Regions from separate parts of the Triticum aestivum genome. Here region 1 is linked to region 2. The links are chromatin contacts, called in public Hi-C maps. All regions are on one chromosome and are shown on one strand. The core of a region is the stretch at or near the end of the contact, and the rest is flanking DNA. Distances in the headings are between cores, read along the strand shown. Region 1 holds the start of LOC123164389 (L-gulonolactone oxidase 2). Region 2 holds the start of LOC123165559 (formate dehydrogenase, mitochondrial).

Region 1 (4,077 bases), core at 521-3,020, 350 kb after region 2:
AGTATGATTGGGTTGAGGTTCGAAGACATTTCTATCATACAACTTATGAATAGACGCAGATTAAAAAGACCGCACAATGACGCTAACACGAAGTTGACTTATCTTTTTTCGCCCGCTTTGACATCGAAGGGGTTGACTTGCAACCACCGAGACAGATGAAGTTGTTGAAGACCCCTTAACGACGGAATGGAATATCCTCGAGACGGAAGTTCAGACTTGAGACAAGTGACATGTACATGCGGTGTTTCCTAACTAATATGCTGTGGTTTAACGGCTCTTCGCTCAGGATTAATGGTGTTACTCAGGCCAAATTGCCTACCATAGTGGCATCATTTCATAATTAGGTGTAAACAATATACTCCAGCTTAAATTTGCTTGAACTGCTCCCATGAGCACGCAACACCGATGGCATTGATGCCTTGCTACCTAAATTATGCATGTCCACATGCTATGATATATTTTCCTTTCGCTCACGCGTATGCGGCTAGGGCAAAGTTTTCTCCCCTCTGAGTTTCACCGGTCAACATGTGGATTCGCCTTCTTTCTGCTTGCCACTCGGTAGTGGGAAGATGAATCCCGACGCCTCAGTTCCGGCTAGTAGTTTGGGTTAAGATTTTATTTTTAGTCCTTACAAAGGTGACACTTCATCTTTGAGCTGGTCATTCAGGCTTTGATTCTCCTCAAATTCACGCGACCTCGAGCGTAGATTTAGGTTATCTCCTCGGGTGGCGAGATTATGGTTTCCCATGGTACATGGGCGATTGCGATATATGGAGTCAATCACTTCAGATCGATTCAAGGGTTGAATGAAAAAAGCTGAGGCTCCAGGGCGCTGGTCCTTAGGGCCACGTGCACATATATATTTCGGCTGTCATTGATAAGGTCAGTCTGGCTTCGGAATGACAGTGGCGATGAGGCGAGTCAACAACTCGTTTTTGGCAACGGTACTGACCGTTCAATGATCCAGGGTGGTGTATTTTTTCTTATTATGTTAGGGTTTCTTTGTACGCCCGCTGAACTTTTATACTCTGTAGTAATAGATCTAGGGTCCTGATAACGCCCACACGTGTGGGCGTTAAGGGGTGTGGGCGTTAAGGGGTCTGGCCACACGTTTCATGTGGTATCAAGAGAACCAGTCCACACGTCTACGTGTGGGCAAAACAAGTAATGCCCACACGCTCGGTCTTTTGCCTCGCGGTCCCTCTCACACGCCTACGTATGGGCAAAATAGATAACGCCCACACGCCCGTACGTCCGGCCTCCTACCTCACGGTCCCGCACGCCCCGCGTGACAGTCACCACACGTCCCCGCAGTTGCCATGGTCCGGACCCTCTTCCATGTTCGTTTAACTGCAGTTGCCATGTTGCTGAACTATAGTTGCCATGTCTGACAACTACAGTTGTCATGGTTGCTCAACTGCAATTGTCATCTCAGGTCAAGTGCCAGATGCCATTTTTGGACAACTGCAGCTGTTGCCATGTATGGTCTGGTCTACTACAGTTGCCATGATTTGAAAACTAACACCAGGTAGTTGCCATGTAGCACTACAAAAAGACACGGCAAAATAACATGTTCGGGTAAAGAGAGAGTTGCCATCTGCTTACAATGGCTACAAGCATGATGAAAATAGCCAACTTTAGGAGTTGCCACCTACTAACACTAGGCAGTTTTTCGCTCACGCATGATGAAAATAGCTAGGACCAATTCATGTTATGCAGGGATTTTTTAACACACAAAATCGCACGGGTGTGTGACAGCATGGTGCTCAACCTATTTAAGGCCCTGCCTTGTCCAATGGCTACAAGCAAAGCAGTAGTAGGTAAGAATCATACACGATGTCGCGAGGACAAAGAAGAGCCATGGGAAGCATGCTCTCGTTTCTCCTTCTAGCCATCCTGCTCCACCTCGCCGGCGGCAGCCCTCCTCCGGAGCCGGTGGTCTGCACGGACGGCACGTCCAACTGCACGGTCACCAACTCGGTCGGTTCCTTCCCGGACCGCATCGTCTGCCGCGCGCGCAGCGTCACCTACCCGCGCACCGAGCAGGAGCTCGTCGGGGCCGTGGCGGCCGCGGCCTCCGCGAAGCGCAAGATGAAGGTGGCCACCAGGTACTCGCACAGTATCCCCAAGCTGATGTGCCCTGGCGGCCTCGACGGCGCCATCATAAGCACGGAGCGGCTCAACCGGACGGTGCGCATCGACGCGAAGAAGGGGCTCATGACGGTGGAGAGTGGCATGGTCCTCCGTGACCTGGTCGAGGCGGCCGGCGCCGCGGGGCTGTCGCTGCCGAACTCGCCGTACTGGTACGGCCTGACCATCGGGGGCCTGCTGTCGACGGGCGCGCACGGGAGCTCGGTGTGGGGCAAGGGCAGCGCCGTGCACGAGTACGTGGTCGGGCTGAGGATCGTGACGCCGGCGCCGGCCAGCAAGGGGTACGCCGTGGTGAGGGAGCTCGGCGCCGACCACCCGGACCTGGACGCGGCGAAGGTCAGCCTCGGGGTTCTCGGCGTCGTCTCGCAGGTCACCCTGGCCCTGCAGCCGCTGTTCAAGCGGTCGGTGACGTTCGTGACGCGCGACGACTCGGACTTCGCGGACCAGGTGGCCGTCTGGGGCCGCCTCCACGAGTTCGGCGACATGGCGTGGCTGCCGCAGCAGCGCAAGGTCCTCTACCGCGAGGACGACCGCGTCGACGTCTCGTCGCCGGGCGACGGCCTCTGGGACTCGCTCCTTGGCCGCTCCATTCCCACGCGGCTGCTCATCAATGGCAGAGCCGCCGAGGAGCGGCTGCAGGAGGGCAGCACCAACGACACCGCCCTGTGCGCGGCGGGGCGGCTGCAGGCGGACTCGCTGGAGCGGCAGGCCTACGGCTTCAAGAACGACGGCCTCAACTTCACCGGGTACCCGGTGGTGGGGTACCAGCACCGCATCCAGGCGTCCGGCACGTGCATCAACAGCCCGGAGGACGGCCTCAACACCAGCTGCCCCTGGGACCCGCGCATCCGGGGCTCCTTCTCCCAGAACACCGACTTCAGCATCGCGCTCTCCAAGGCGCCGGCGTTCGTGGCGGAGATGCAGCGGCTCCGGGACCTCAGCCCGGACACGTTCTGCGCCGGCATCGACACCAGGTTCGGCGTGCTCATCCGCTACGTCAAGGCGTCCTCCGCTTACCTGGGCAAGCCCGAGGACTCCGTCGACTTCGACATCGTCTCCTACCGGAGCCGCACCGACGGCATGCCGCGCGCGCACGCCGACGTGGTGGACGAGATCGAGCAGATCGCGCTGCACAAGTACGGCGGCCTCCCGCACTGGGGGAAGAACCGCAACTTCGCCTTCGACGGCGCCATCGCGAAGTACCCGAAAGCTGATGAATTCCTCAGGGTGAAGGACAGGTACGACCCCGACGGGCTCTTCTCCAGCGAGTGGAGTGACCAGGTGCTCGGCATCAATGGGAGCCCCAACATCGTCAAGGAGGGCTGCGGGGTGGAAGGATTGTGCGTTTGCTCTGACGACTCGCACTGTGCGCCCGAGCAAGGCTACTTCTGCCGTCCAGGAAAGGTGCACGGCGAGGCGAGGGTTTGCTCCACAAGTGCTAACCCGTGACCTCGCTTCTGAAGATTCTGCGCAACCAACCGCGCTAGCGTTTTTCCTGCCTTTTGTTATTTGATTTCGCTTATTATGAGGACTAGTAGAACGCCCGTGCGTTGCCACGGGCTTTTTGAAGAAAAAAAATGCTACTCATGGTGCTAAAATAACCGAGAACAATGCATGTCTCAGCTACCACACATCTCAGATCCTCGGTTCTCAGGTAACACGCTTCTTCAATCAATTACAACTATCTTTTTACAAATTAAGAAAGTTCGACTCAGATACTAAAACTACATAAAAACATATAATCATGTCTTCTTCTGAATAAAAATATTGTAGTACACAACAGATTCAGTTATTGTGACCACTATAAATATCTATCTTCTAGTGCAAATATTTATATCCCCGGTTATTGTGACGGCTATCTATATTTATCTTCTAGAACAGATACTTATATCAAGAAGACATACATTTGCAAGTGTTTCTTGCTGC
Region 2 (4,555 bases), core at 668-3,167:
TCCCCGAGCGTTATTCACGATGATTACACCTTTCTTCATCTTTGCAATCTTTTCTTTGTTGAACATGCCTCTGAAGAAAGGACCAAACAGAATTTAGAGAACTGTATATTACTAGAAGATAATGGAAAAGAACCGAGTGTGATGAATAGAAACCTAGTTTTCTCAGTAAGAGGTGTGTTGATCACAATGACATCACACTTTGGAAGCATAGCATCCAGGTCCTCTTCAAATTTCGCCCCAATTTCTTTCTCAAGCTCTGGGTTGATCTGAAGTCTGTCATGGTAGAGCAGGTTGCAGTTGAAGGGCTTAAGGCGCTGAAGTAAGAGCCTGCCAATACGACCTGCCCCGACAGTTCCGACGGTCTTCCCCTCAAGATCATAAGCCCTATGGGCAATGCCTGCAACATTCCATTCACCTTTAACAACCTGTTGATAGCCAGGCAAGAAGTTCCTGAGCAGAATCAAGATGCGCATGAGCTCATCTTCTGCCACAGAGACAGTGTTACTTCCAGTAACCTCAGCCACTGTCAAGCCTGCAGCAGCAGCAGCTGGCAAATCAATATGGTCCGAGCCAATCCCAGCTGTGAGAAGCAGCTCGAGGTTCTTTGCCTTCTTGATCCTCTCGGCAGTAACATAGGCTGGGTGGAATGGGGTGGTTATCAGAACATGCATGTCTTCAATGTGCTTCTCCAGCTCTGGGGACAAGAACAGCAATCATTTATTCACAAGTTAAGAGTCAGATAACAATAATCAGAGATATAAAACCATATAATAATAAGATTGTATCATAGTAATTTCATCTTATACAGGGTTCAAACATACAAGCACTTATACAGGGTTCAAACATACAAGCTAGATTGGAATATATATAAGCTTTTGAACTGATCCTGCAGCAAAGCTCACATGATGTGGATACCTCCAATTAGTTTGGGAAATTGTGATAAACTAGACGAAAACCATCAATTGTCTGTCAATCGATTCATCAGAACACGGCTGCTTATTAGAAAAAATCAAAACACGCTGCTTAGCCAAATAAGGAGCAAATCTCCCCTTTCACACGGAACAGATAAAAATTACTCTTCGCTGTCATCAGCTCAAAAAGAGGGCAGTCGGATTACTCATAGCATTATAGACTACACAGTAACCCAGATAATTCAGAATTGATATATATCTGTTCAGTAAAACACTACTACATATCTGTTCAGTAAAGAGTTCGATACAGGTTTTGACCATTCCTGCCAACTTCACTACGTTTAGCGTTTTGAGATCTGTATCTGATGTATAGTACAATGTATTCACAAATTGTTCACACAGGGAAGCACATGAATTGCATTACAGAATCGTTAACAAAATAATAATAAATTATAGGAAATTGAAAAACATGAGAAGAATTGGGATGATGTTGGGTACCGACCGCTGTTCAAGCCCTCCTTGTCGTCGGTGACAATGTAGTGATGCCCCTTGGACTCGAGCCAGTCGCGTATGCCGAGGGCGCCCTCAACGCAGCCGACGAAGTTGGGGTTCTTGTCGGCGTACTCGCCAGCCTGGTAGAACACGCCCACGATCTTCTTGCTGCCTGCAGACGTCTGCAGAACGGGAAGACAGAAATCAAAACACGGCATTCTTCAGAATCCCGACCGTAGTACTTCTTCAGTAAACAAAACTTGCAGGAATCAAACCGAGCGAGAAAACTTACGTGCGCGGCCCTGGATCCGACGGCCCGGTCGACGAGCTGCCTCGCGGCGGCCCTACACATCGCGGCCATGGGGACGGAGAGATCCCGGCGGAGGGAGAAGCAATCTGCCAATCACTTCACGGGGAACGGCGAGCGAGGAAAAGAGGGGAGGCGATGGGAGTGATGACACACACAGTGAGGGCCGGACGGGACGGGTAGATAAAGCCTCAACGCCGTCACGCTGACAGGTGGACCGCCTCCGCCCACACGTGGACCGGGGCCTGCGCCGCGCGGCGGAGGTGGTCCCGGACGGAGGCGTGAGGGCATGCATGACCTGTGGGCCCGCCTTTCGGTGATGCCCCACGTGTCTGTGTGTCGCGTGCGCAGTGGTTTGTTTTGGCTTTTGTTCTGGTAGGAAAAGGACTGCGCCGATGAAAGTGCCAAGTAGTTGTCCAGTCGAAAAGTGGGCGAGAAGATGCCGTGATCTGTGCCGTGGCTAGCTAGCGGCCGGTGGGGAGAGAAGGTGGTGAAGGATCAATGAACCGGACCACTGCTGGCGCTAGGAACGCACATTTCTTGCCACCTCGACGAATGTTTGTGTGAGTCATGCGTGCATGATCTTCAAGCGGGGGAGTGGTGGTTGGGAGCACAAACTCCTTTTTAAATTCATTAGCTTTGGTTTTCATCTCTTCAGAGTTCCATCACCAATAGATGATGTAGATAAAATAACCGAAATATGCATCATTTAGACTAAAAAAACTCTTCAATCGAATGATGTAGATATGTATTTTATTACATCTGGATTTACATCGGATGTAAAATGCATCACCAAGTGATGCAAATATACATCACCTGACCACCCTAGATGTAAAATTGAAAGCCACCCGTAAATGCCCATCCGTTGGTTCCTCCCCCGCCCCCCCTCCGCGCGGCGCGGCCAGCTCCTTGCGTCCCTCTGCACCACGTCGCCAGATCCGGCCTCCCCACCCCCGTCGCCGCCGGTTCCGCCACTTTTCCGCTGACTGCAAATCACTGCATCCACCGTTTTTTCGCTGCCGCTTGATTTGAGCTCCTCCGTCGTTGTCCTCCAGCATCCGGCTTCCTTACCCTTCCTCCCTCGGCGCCGCCGGCAGGGAGCCCCACGCCTCGAATCCGCTCGGTCACCGCGCGATTTTGAGCTCACCCGCTTAGCCACCGCCGCACCGTCGCGTGTTGGGGCACTAGTTTTACATCATCTGTTGGAGCACTAGTTTTACATCATCTGTTGGAGTTGGGTGCTTTTGGTGATGTAAAACACACTTTTTGGTGATGTGAATATTACATCTAGCACTTTTACATCACGAAATATACATCATCTATTGGATATGCTCTAAGGAATTACTTTGAGTGATGCTTTGAATATTTTTGCATGGACATCCCTTCCCCACCTGACCCCTGTGTCGCCTAGCTCGAGTGGTGTGCGGGAAACCTAGCGACTCACTGACGGCCCTCCCCCCGTCGTCTCCCCCCTCCGCTGTTGTCGCTGGCCCCTGCCGCGGTAGCGGCGAGCCTCGCTCCCAAAGGGGATGGGGATATCCGGTCTTCTATGGGCAGCGGTGCGCGTGTCCTGAGGCGCGGCATGGTGCGATAGGCCGCTCGGGCGACGGCCTCGATCAGAGCTCCCAACATGGCCTTTGCGTGGACGGCGTGCGTGGCGAGGTGGGTGTGGCAGCGCTCGACTCCGGATGTGCGCGTGGGGCGCGGATTGACGGTTGGGCACGGCGGCGGCTGGCTGGCCATGGAAGGCGCGACAACTCTGGAGCGCGAGGTGTGTTGCGGGTGGCAGTCCCGCTAGCTTCTCTACGACTCGCTCGGGTGGCTTTGGTCTGGATCTTGTGAGGGCTAATTCTTCGATCTGGGTGCTGCTCCTTGCGATGCATGAGTTGGTTGCTACGGTGGTGGACGACGGTTATGGCAGGGTGGTGGTGCGTGTCTAGTTGCGTTGGATCGAGGGATCCCGCATCCGGTTTGAGTTTTCTCTCGACAGGGTGGTGGTTGGTGGGCGGCGGTCGGGGGTGGCACGCATCTTCGAGAGAAATCCCTGCTCTAATCCTCATCGAACCCATCGCCGGCGGCGCCCACGGGTGTCGCGACCTTTCTTGGAAGCGTCGTAATGGAGGTGTGTCCCTCCTTCCCATGGCTTTGGCTCTGGAGGGAAACCTCAGATCGATCACATCTTTTCTCTTCCTTGGGGGCATCATCTAAGAGACGTCCATGACTGGGAGATCGGTGGATGATGTCATCTTGGCCGCGTGGTTCACCAGCAGTCTTAACCCGAATAAGAACTCTGAACTTTATATCTTGTAAAAACAATAACAACTTTCATATGGAAAACTAACAAGATGTGCCAATGTAAACACACGTGCAAATTTGATGGGGTACCGGGGAATAATTGAGAGCACATGTGCCTCTGTAAAGTTTATTTTCAAGCAAAGTATCTATAACAGTTGCTTCAGCAGTTCGGATTGTACGATTAGATGTCACGAGTTCATCAGAAATAAAGACCATTCTTCATGATCCCATTGCAGTCATGTATGTTGCATAGCTCTTCCCGCTCTTTGACGCCAAAACAAACTAGTTCGATACATGTTTTCTGTATATGTGATTGGCTAATAGACCAGGGGCTCGACTATAAAACTCGCCCGAGCATCATTCCAGCACTATTTTCTATCTCATGTGCTCGGCGTCTCGGATATTGCATTATATGAATCAGTTCCGAATTATGTCTTGGGTCAATAGTTGGGTTGCCCGGCTCCTATGTTTACCCTCTTAAGTTCCGCATGTTCGGCTAGGAGGGTAAAGGAAGAACCACTGTGATTGTACTTCCAGCTCGCCTGGTTAA

Evidence for each region. A called contact is a pair of places that touch in the nucleus more often than the background predicts.
Region 1: a Hi-C map of leaf shows a contact between it and region 2, with 3 times the contacts expected there. The contact joins the promoter of LOC123164389 here to the promoter of LOC123165559 in region 2. A contact is called at or near these places in 2 of 5 Hi-C or Micro-C datasets (both in leaf).

Annotation. Positions count from the first base shown.
Region 1 is chr7D:195,957,480-195,961,556 of IWGSC CS RefSeq v2.1, forward strand. It overlaps LOC123164389 (L-gulonolactone oxidase 2), which reads left to right and starts at 1,771. Exons shown (of 1, transcript XM_044581832.1): 1 at 1,771-3,782. The coding sequence starts at 1,837. The coding sequence ends at 3,600. It overlaps LOC123164390 (protein enabled), which reads right to left. Exons shown (of 6, transcript XR_006482381.1): 6 at 3,871-4,077.
Region 2 is chr7D:195,612,276-195,616,830 of IWGSC CS RefSeq v2.1, forward strand. It overlaps LOC123165559 (formate dehydrogenase, mitochondrial), which reads right to left and starts at 1,918. Exons shown (of 6, transcript XM_044583225.1): 1 at 1,696-1,918; 2 at 1,414-1,585; 3 at 154-694; 4 at 1-70. The coding sequence starts at 1,764.